Regions from separate parts of the Sus scrofa genome. Here regions 2 and 3 are each linked to region 1. A link is a contact called in public Hi-C and HiChIP or PLAC-seq data. All regions are on one chromosome and are shown on one strand. The core of a region is the stretch at or near the end of the contact, and the rest is flanking DNA. Distances in the headings are between cores, read along the strand shown. Region 1 holds the start of LOC106509418 (40S ribosomal protein S4, X isoform-like). Region 2 has its middle 51 kb from the start of WEE1. Region 3 overlaps SWAP70 (switch-associated protein 70).

Evidence for each region. Hi-C and Micro-C count contacts between places; a contact is called where the count stands out from the background. HiChIP or PLAC-seq counts read pairs in DNA pulled down with a chosen protein or histone mark.
Region 2: a Hi-C map of omental adipose tissue shows a contact between it and region 1, with 1.7 times the contacts expected there. The contact joins the enhancer-like site here to the promoter of LOC106509418 in region 1. A contact is called at or near these places in 1 of 5 promoter capture datasets (liver), 22 of 47 Hi-C or Micro-C datasets (adipose tissue, alveolar macrophages, blood and 13 more) and 2 of 2 datasets of contacts at active chromatin or transcription factors (alveolar macrophages and skeletal muscle).
Region 3: an H3K27ac HiChIP or PLAC-seq map of alveolar macrophages shows a contact between it and region 1. The contact joins the enhancer-like site here to the promoter of LOC106509418 in region 1. A contact is called at or near these places in 1 of 5 promoter capture datasets (liver), 23 of 47 Hi-C or Micro-C datasets (alveolar macrophages, blood, brain and 13 more) and 2 of 2 datasets of contacts at active chromatin or transcription factors (alveolar macrophages and skeletal muscle).

The regions. Positions count from the first base shown.
Region 1 is chr2:49,855,964-49,859,138 of Sscrofa11.1, forward strand. LOC106509418 (40S ribosomal protein S4, X isoform-like) reads right to left here and starts at 1,449. Exons shown (of 3, transcript XM_021083337.1): 1 at 1,316-1,449. LOC106509420 (a long non-coding RNA gene) reads left to right here. Exons shown (of 3, transcript XR_001306964.2): 1 at 1-452; 2 at 917-1,002; 3 at 1,340-2,586.
Region 2 is chr2:49,943,631-49,946,955 of Sscrofa11.1, forward strand. No RefSeq gene overlaps it. Among named protein-coding and RNA genes, the nearest start is that of WEE1, 51 kb to the left of the region's middle. Within about 2 kb of position 1,886, at least 16 of the 83 cell types and tissues checked have an H3K27ac peak or open chromatin away from gene starts, as enhancers often do. A contact at or near this core is called in adipose tissue, mesenteric adipose tissue and omental adipose tissue, where this site is marked.
Region 3 is chr2:49,743,805-49,746,796 of Sscrofa11.1, forward strand. It overlaps SWAP70 (switch-associated protein 70), which reads right to left. Exons shown (of 12, transcript XM_003122981.6): 5 at 1,385-1,531. Among named protein-coding and RNA genes, the nearest start is that of SWAP70, 60 kb to the right of the region's middle. Within about 2 kb of position 1,382, at least 3 of the 83 cell types and tissues checked have an H3K27ac peak or open chromatin away from gene starts, as enhancers often do. A contact at or near this core is called in alveolar macrophages, where this site is marked.

The sequences.
Region 1 (3,175 bases), core at 199-2,698:
TGTGGGGTGAAAAAGTATACAGCCATTAAAAACACTAATTATGAAGATAGTAAAATGTTAATGGTATGTTAAAGGAAAATAGTAGACTGTGAAACAGAGCAGCTCTCAATATGTAATTACTGTGTTGCCATAATCACGGCAATGCAAAATGTGTGCACATTAAGTGAGCCGACATTTAAAGCAAAACAAATTATTATTAGGCCTATTAGTGGGATTATGGGTGGTTTTGCGATCTTTTTTTTTTTTTTTTTTCCTTCACAATTAAAAAAAAACAAATCTTGTATACTTTTTTCCTTAAAAGGAACACGTGTTAACTCCCTGGGCACATTGCCTGAGGAAAATCCCAGCACAGTGAGGTCAGCACCCAAGTTCCCCCAGACACTCCTTTGCAAAGGCAGAGGGGTCCCAGGCCTGCCTGTGCAGAGGGCTGCCCCAGAGGCTGAAACCCAGTGGTAAGTGATGCATAGAGCGTTTGCATGACTAACTGGGGGAAAAAACCCACCAGAGAGATATTTCTATTTAAGCGAAGAGAAATGCAGAAGTAAATCTGCTTGAACCTAACTTGGCCTTAAAATGAAACCAACTGTGCCCCAAAGGGTTTTTTTTTGGGGGGTGGGGGGTAAGGGGCTTGTCTTAAGGAGAGTCAAGTCCAGGCTCTAATGACCAACTCTTCCATGGGGGAGTCCAGATTCATGGGTCTCTGGCCTCCTGTTAGTATCAGGACTTCTCAATCTAGAAACCCACCTGAATGTTAACTTTAGACCAGTTTTTCTTAATCAAACTAAGATTCCAAACAACGGGAATCATAAAAGCTAAGGAACTTACCACCAGAAAAAAAGGCACATCAGCCCCCCAAGTGGAAACAATTTCAAGGTTTTCATGGACCCCTAAGTCCTACTTGGCCCTGAACCCCTAGATTAAGAACCCCTGCTGGACCTGAATAAATACAATGCCTTACATACCAGATGGACAACGTGGATGCTGTTTTTCATCTGCTGACAGGTTTGTGATAAATAAATACAAACTAATTTAAAAGAAATACTAATTCAAAGACTTGTTGCTCTGTATATTCTCTAGAGAGGCGGCAAATGTCCTGCCGGTCCAGGAGCACGTGAAAAGGGGTCTTATGTCCCAGGGGTCCCCTATAACTGCAGCAAGGCTGTCCCCCAAGTGGCTACAAGGGAGTGGACCCTGCTGCCTCTCCCTCCGCCCCAGGGCCCATGCACTGGAGGGCGCAGGGCTCCGGACCGGGAAGCCCACCCCTGCTTTTCGGGGGGTTTTCTCACGGAAATGTTGCAACCGCTGCTTGGCTCACCTGTATTTACGTTTTATTCTCCAGTTATCGCCGGGTTTTCCGGACGTGGACTGTCAGCCCGTGACTAAAGAATAACCGGGGCGGGCCCGAGGGCGCGGCGAAGCCCTTGAGGTCTCTCAGGGTGAGCGCCCCTGGGTGGAGTTCCGAGGGGCCCGGGCGTAGGCGGCCGTCACCGCCGCGGCGAGCCGCGGAATGTCCTGCCTGTGAGCTCCCTCGCCTGGACGCGATGGAAGCCTGGCGGGGACCGGGGACCGCGCCGTCTTCCTGCCCGGGGGCGGGTGGGCGTAGTACCCGGCGCCGCGATGGCGGTGGCGCTGTCGGGTCGCGCTCTCAACCCGCCCCGGGCTCCGGCGGGGTGGCGCCAGGCTGGAGGCCGTGGGATTCCCGGACACCCTCCCCTTCCACAGTGGCTGGAGGATTGAAGCCGAGACAGTGGCGAGAGGGGCGCACAGCCCAGCCCATTCCCCATCCCTGACGACTCCAGGACGATCCCCTTCCCGGCTCCTTATTCATTCCCTGAGATGCTCAAAGACCTGATTTCCACTTTAACATCCAAATTTGGTGGGTTCTAGGAGGCCTGGGCTGGCTCAGTCCAGGGGCTGTTGACTCATATAACAACAGTATCTGGCACACAGTAGGTATGTGTGCATCTGTTGAATAAATAAAATATTTGAACTGTGTCTGCTTCAACAATACTTCAATAGTGAGCTTGTTAGGAGTGGGTACAGTCACTGATGTGCTGAGAAGGATGGGGGGACGGTCGGGGAAGTGGGGGATGGGGGGAATACGTGGGCCCAGCGAGCAGCTTCTGAGTGAGCTGGAAAGTCAGCGCCCAGAAACGACCAGGGCACAGTGCCTGGGTGCCGCCGAATTCCTCGCAGGAGGCCAGAACCACGAGTCATGGGCCATGGGTCACGTAATTGGAAAGAGAGACGCTAAAGGGAGAACCCGAAGGAGACTGTCTCCACGTGACAGCTACATAAAGGCTCAGCTCTACTGGGTACTAGAGACATGCGATCCCGGAAGCTGGAAGCCTCAGGAGACCTGGACAGAAGGAAGCCGGTCAAAAGGGTCCGAAATCCTCCTGCAAAGACAGAGCAACACATCCATTCCAGCTCTCTCCCTCGAATCCGGCCTAGTGTTAGGTAGCGAGCGCCCCTCCGCCCTGCCGCAAGCTTTCCTGGTCCTGTGAGACCACTGGCAGCCTGCAGGGGGCGAAATGTCTCTTTGTACTATTAGGGCTACGGCTGAAACCAGAGCCAAAAATAGAAGCTGAGGTCAACTGAAAGGAATGAAGCTGAATAAATATACGTATGCCCCTAAAATCCTGATGGGACACACAGTAAAGTAGTATTTCCAAACACAGGTTTAAGGTAGGATTACTTAGTAAGGAATGCTTGGATAAATGAATGAAAATTTGGAGGGAAAAATGTAAATTCCACTTATACATCAAAATAAACTCCATGTGGATTAAAATTCTACATATTTTAAAGAACAGTCATAGAAACACTATATTAATAAGTATAAGAGAGATTTATGGCTAAATGTCAACATTCGCAAAGCTTTGAAACAATAGAAGACACTGCAGAGGAAGACTAACATTCAAAAATGTAAAAACTGGACAAGATTTTAAGAAGGAAAATGCACCAAATAACAAGCAGAAAATACTTCAAACATATAAAAGCTTGTTTGAATACATAAAAACAAGCAAGAGGAGTTCCCTCAAGGCGCAGTGGGTTAAGAATCCAACTGCAGCAGCTTGGGTCTTTGTAGAGGTGTGGGTTCCATCGTTGGCCTGTGTGCTGTGGGTTAAAGGATCCCGGGCGTTGCCATGGTTGCTGCGTAAGTCACAGCTGTGGC
Region 2 (3,325 bases), core at 636-3,135, 88 kb after region 1:
GTCATATTTTATAATCTTATAGGATTTCATTAAGAAATGTTTGTTTAATTTCACTCTCCCAGTTTATTTAAATCTAATAAAAGTCCCCTAAAATAAATAGAGGGTAAGTCACTGACAGAAAATTATTCCTTGTGTGCACTGGAGTCTGGCACTTGCCACCTGCCTCTACATGGATTAAATCGTGGGCCACTGAAGCTGCTGACCCACAACATCCCCTGAGTGGAGCTCAGGTTGGAGACCAGGAGTGAGGCATTCTGTGCTTTGGGAAAACTGGCCCAACAGGTCTATAGCTAGTTAGATATTTTTAGGAGAAGATTTTATGAGCCCAATCCTTGCATCACCTCATATATAGAAAAACAGTAAAATCTTTCATAATGATGTCTGCTCCTTGTGACCAGTAGAAACCTTCATGAGACCAAAGAAAACTTGTGAACTTGTGTGCATGGCTGCATGCACCTCCCCCTTCACCTTGATCACAGATACACTGATATTATTTCTCCCTGCCTCTTTGAAGCTCTATTTCAGAGCTATCTGAAAAATAGCCTGGCCATTTAAAAAACAAAACAAAAGCAAAGGATGTCCCAGTCATCAGTGTCTGCAGCCACTTCCAAGTGTGAACATGTGAGCCCTGAGGGGTCTCAGGAAGGAAACAAAGAATACCTGCCCTCTAGCAGCCATCACACTGAAGCCACTCCTAACACTTTCCCTGAGGAAACCCTGGCCCCAGATAACTGTCAAAAGAATGATTTCAGGGACCCCAGACCTTTGCATCTTCCCAGGGAAAAGTGCTTAATTCCTTGAGATATCTGGTTTTCTGTTAATAGTAGTAAGTTTTTCTTCCTACTGCCTGCCCTTGGTTGCAAAAACTCCACATAACCTAACTCCTTCCTTACCTCCTCTGAGCAGGTTTCTCAGGGTTGCTTGACATGCTTGCTGCCTTCCAGGCTTAAGTCCTCATTTTGCCCCAATTAAAACAACTCTCCACTTTTAGGTTGTACTTTAGTTTTGTTTGAAGTCGACATCCAGACTCTCTCAGAAAGAGGGAAAGGGCTCTCCATCCAGCAGCCCTCACAGTCAGGCAGAGGAGCTCTGGATCACCCTCCCACCATACACTGCAGCCTGCAGTGTCTCTGACCCCTCACCCCTGCTTCTGCATGGGAGACTGGCTCAGGGGCTCACACTCAGTGGGTGCGGAGCTGCTTTTGCCACACACTTCCAAGCAGGGGTTTGCTTGGATCATTTATATATTTTGTATGCATTAGAAAATCACCATTAGGAAGTTCCCATTGTGGCTCAGTGGTAACCAGCCCAACTAGTGTCCAGGAGTATGCAGTTCCATCCCTGGACTGGCGCAGCGGATTAAAGGATCCAGCATTGCCCTGAGCTGTGGTGTAGGTCACAGATGCCCCTCATATCCCAAGTTCCTGTGGCTGTGGCTCCCATTCAACCCCTAGCCAGGTAACTTCCATATGCTGCAGGCATGGCCCTAATAAAGGGAGGGAGGTGAAGAAAAACAAACAAACAAACAAACAAACAAGGAAAGAAAACTACCATTAGGTGTTGGTGGGAGGCGCTACTGAGCCTGAAGCCCAGCCTGCGGTGGCTAGGAGCACACCACACCCACTGACTGGCTCCCCTATCACCTGGAGCCACCTACCACCCCAGGGTCCTTGTTCCCTGGGATCCCCAACAGAGGGCTGTCCTTTCATATCTCCCCTTCAAGCCCAAAGGAGCAGAGGCGCCAGGCAGTGCTTTGGAATCTTCTGTGGCTGTTGGGGTACCCTCAGTGGCAATCGGTTAGCTTGGCCTTGGGCGCAGGGCTGGTCCCTGCCCTCGACCTGCGGCGCCAGGCGGCGCTGTTCACACGAGTTTGACTTGGACCAGGACCCAGTGTGGAGGCTGAAGCGGGATAGTGAGCGCAGCCCTGCCGCTTTCCTCCGAGCTCGGATTGCTCTCTCCCAGACAGTGCAGACCGAAGCTTGGCGGCAGGCGGATGGAGGACCGGTGCAACTTGCCGGGGACTCACGGAGCAGCACCTAATGTCCCCGTTGCAGCGGCCCGGCCTGCCGCCCCCGGCTTCTGTATGGGAATGACTCTCTCCTGCGCGGCGGTTCGCAGCCAGCCGGCTTGGCCTGGGAGGAGGCTCAATACCCAGGCCGACGTAGACAGGCTTCCGCGGATGCGGGTCTGCCTCGGCGCCCCCAGGATGCTGGAGAGGCTGGAGAGCTTGCAGGCAGCGGGTTCGGTGGCGGCATCATCAGCAACAGCAGCAGTCGCGGGCCGGCGGGCAAGAGGCTTCTTAGCTGGCTGCAAAAGCGCCCCACGGCTCCCCGACCTGCTGGCTGGCCTCCCCTCTTCCACACCACTCACCAACCCTCCCTGGCCCGTGTCCCCTCCACAACCCATCTCCTAACTGCCCGCGGACCACCTCTCTTGGGGAGGGGTGTGAGGGCAGGGAGTCGATTTGCAGGCGGCCGCAGAGGGCGCTGCCTGAGCCCGAGGCCGCCCACCCGCCTGGGAGCTCGTGATGGCGGGAGAGGGGCGAAAGGAGACGATGGAGGGGCAGCCTAGCCCTCACAGGCGTTATGCCCTTATGCTGCAGCGACTGCATTGTGTGAAACCCGCAGCAGATGTGGCCTCGGTTTGTTGGCTTCATCAGCCTCAGAGGCTCATCAAATAGCTCATGGTGGAGTCCACTACGGTATAGGTGCCCACGGACCTGGTGGACTCCAAGGGAATGGGCCAGCATTCCTTCTTCCTTTCCAAGCCCAGCTCCTTCCCCATAGTCATGGAGGCCACCACGATTACCTTTCCACCACGCCCCTCTGTCACCTCCTCCTTTGGTGGTGCCACTTCTTCCAGGATGAGCAACTGGATTAGCCCCATGCGACCACCATCACAAAGGTGACCACTCGCTTCCCAGGACACTCCACCACAGCACTGAATGCTGCGGAGTCTGCCTACCCAGGGTCCTGTCAACTCAGCCCCTTTCTTCGTTAGCAGCACTCCAGACTCTGGAACCCCATTTCCCAGGCCATGCCCTCCTGGCCACTGCTGCAAATGCTACCTCTTCCTCCCTTCATGATTCTACTACTTCCTCATCCTGTCTCCCTTTCCAGATGCTGTCTCCTCCCGATCTTCCTCCTCCTCTACCACCATCATGCCAGCACTGGCCCCAAATTTCGAAAGTAAACACTGCGTCTGAACTCTAATTTACTACTGAGTATCCTTTTTGCCTTCTTGCTGTCATTTTCACTTGCCACCTGTCTCCTGGAATCCTTCAGCCCCCACCCACTGCAGATTTGGCACACAGAGTGGGAGCAGT
Region 3 (2,992 bases), core at 132-2,631, 110 kb before region 1:
CCCTGGTTAGTATATTACATCTAGACTGGGAGAATCAGCAACACCTGATGGGCCAGGCTTTGGGCCTTCCTGAGTGCAACAACCTTCGTACCTGAGCACACCTCTTACAAGAACCCTGGAGGATACACCCATGTACCTGTCACAGTAGGTACTGACTCCCATGAGAAATGAGGCTTCTAACCCAGGGTGATTCCCACACCTTCCAGATGCGTCTCTCCTATCCTTGCACCAGGGATGCTGTGGCAGACCAGCTCTGGCTCCCATGCCATATCCTTATAAGCAGACTGGTACGGCTTATGGTAATCTTGTATGAGTCTCCATGTTTAGCTGAATCTAAGACCCCTGACTGGGCACTGCACACCCTATGACATTAATACAGAACCATTTCATCCACCAAAACATCTTATCATTTATGAATGGGATCTTAGGTATTTCAAATGTTTTTCAACAAATACAGATGTGGTCATAGATCAGACATAAATTAAAAACTCGGAGTTCCCTTGTGCAGGAGGTTAAGGATCCAGTGTTGTCACTGCAGCAGCTTGGGTTGCTGCTATGGGCGAGGGTTCAATCCCTGGCCCAGGAACTTCCATAAGCCATGGCAAGGCCAAATAAATAAATAAAAATAAAAATTCTAAACTTTATGTTCTTGAGGACTTCACTTCTTTACAGAATTAGCCCCTGTGAATAAAGTATCCTAAAGTCACTCTAACCATTCGAAGGCAACGCTCACATCTTCTTTTGTTCTATTTATTACGCTCAAAAATGGTCCAGATTTTCTGGCATATTCATGATTTCAAATACTGTCTTACTAAAATTTTTCTTTCTTTCTTTCTTTCTTTTTTTTTGCTTTTTTAGGGCCACACCTGTGGCATATGGAGGTTCCCAGGCTAGGGGTCTAATCAGGGGTCACATCTGCAACAACACAGGAACCAAGCCACGTCTGCGACCTACACCACAGCTCAAGGCAACACCAGATCCTTAATCCACTGAGTGAGGCCAGGGATCGAACCTGAAACCTCATGGTTCTTAGTCAGATTCGTTTCTGCTGCACCAAAATGGGAAATCCTGAAATTTTTTTCTTTACTTCCTTTTTTATGACTCCATTTATTCAATAAATGATTCCTTAAATGTACAAATAAATGAGATTAATCACTATACCTTGTCCTCAAGTATAAGACAAAAAAATAAATTCACATTAGAAAAAAAGTTTTTGTCAGGTATCTTTAAGTTTTGGTTCAGAAATTATAGCAACCGTAAGCATATATTATTTTGGAAATGCAAATTTTAAGATTACTTTTAAGGCTCTAGCGTCTAGAAGATGGAAGATAAACTACTTGAACAGCAGGGGGCAGCACTGGACAGAGGTTAACAGTTGACTCACCTCCACACAGCAGTTCTCATCCAAGAGAATGTCTCCCTTCTTATCTTTCAGATCCTCACTCACATAGTAAGAAATTATGTTGGGTTTTAGTACAAACCAGCGTTCGGTCCAGTTTTTCCGTCTATGGCCTTTTTTCATCATGTAACCCTATGAAAGATTAAATCTGATATGAATGCCTGTCCTTTTATTTATAAGAGCTAATACCTCTTCCTTGATATTCTTGCCTACTCCATGATCTGATGTAGGGTCACCAATACATGAATATCAATGGTTCTTACCCTTTGCGGATCATAAACCCTTTGAGGAGCTATGAAGGCAGGGCACTGCACTCAAATTCACGCAAGCACATGCAGAGGCAAACTACTGCATTTGGAGTGGATAAGCAATGAGGTCCTGCTGTATAGCACAGGGAAATGTATCTAGTCACTTGTGATGGAGCATGATGGAGGATAATGTGAGAAAAAGAATGTGTGTGTGTGTATACACATACACACATATATATGACTCAGTCACTTTATTGTATAGCTGAAATTGGCAGGACATTGTAAATCAACTTATAATGAAAAAATAAAAATCTTTAAAGAAAAAAAAAAGTTTACAGGAGTTCCCGTCGTGGCTTAGCAGAAATGAATCCGACCAGGAACCATGAGGTTTCGGGTTCGATTCCTGGCCTTGCTCAGTGGGTAAAGGATGCGGCATTGCTGTGAGCTGTGGTATAGGTCATAGACTCAGCTAGATCCTGCATTGCTGTGGCTCTGGCGTAGGCTGGCAGCAACAGCTCCGATTAGACCCCTAGCCTGGAAACCTCCATATGCTTCAGGTGCAGCCCTAAAAAGACAAAAAGACAAAAAAAAAAAAAAAAAAAAGAAAAAGAAAAAAGAAAAAAAAAGTTTACAGAGACATTTCGACACTCTGAGATAGCCACTCCCCACTTCCCCACCAAAAGCTATACAAAGATAATAAGAGACTCAGGACTCCGAACATTAATAGCACTGTGAGGGTTTTTTAATTCCTTATCATTTAGGGATACCTACTGGAATATTTTTAGATAAAATAAAATGCCTGGGATTTGTTCCAAGATAATAACAGGAGGCAAAAGTAGGTGGGGAGGATTAACTGGGTGTGGCAAAAAACCTCCAAAAAAAAAAAAAAATGCAACTTTACTATATAAAGGTATTTTTTTCCCAAAAGTAAAGGGTATCTTTCTGATTTTATAAAAATAATATATAGGAGTTCCCGTTGTGACTCAGCAGAAACGAATTGACTAGCAACCATGAGGATGCAGGTTTGATCCTTGGCCTCACTCAGTGGGTTAAGGATCCAGCGTTGCTGTGACCTGTGGTGTAGGCTGCAGACATGGCTCGGATCCCACGTTGCTGTGGCTGTAGTGTAGGCCAGCAATTATAGCTTCGATTCGACCCCTAGCCTGGGAACCTCCAAATGCCACAGAGGTGGCCCTAAAAAGATGAAATAATAATAATAATAGATAAAAATAATATATAATAATTATAATACAATAACACTTTGGCACTCATCCTCTGGGCAGCACTATACACAAGTTATTCCATAAAAGGGGCCACAAGAACTTGCTGCTCCATCTGTTTTTTT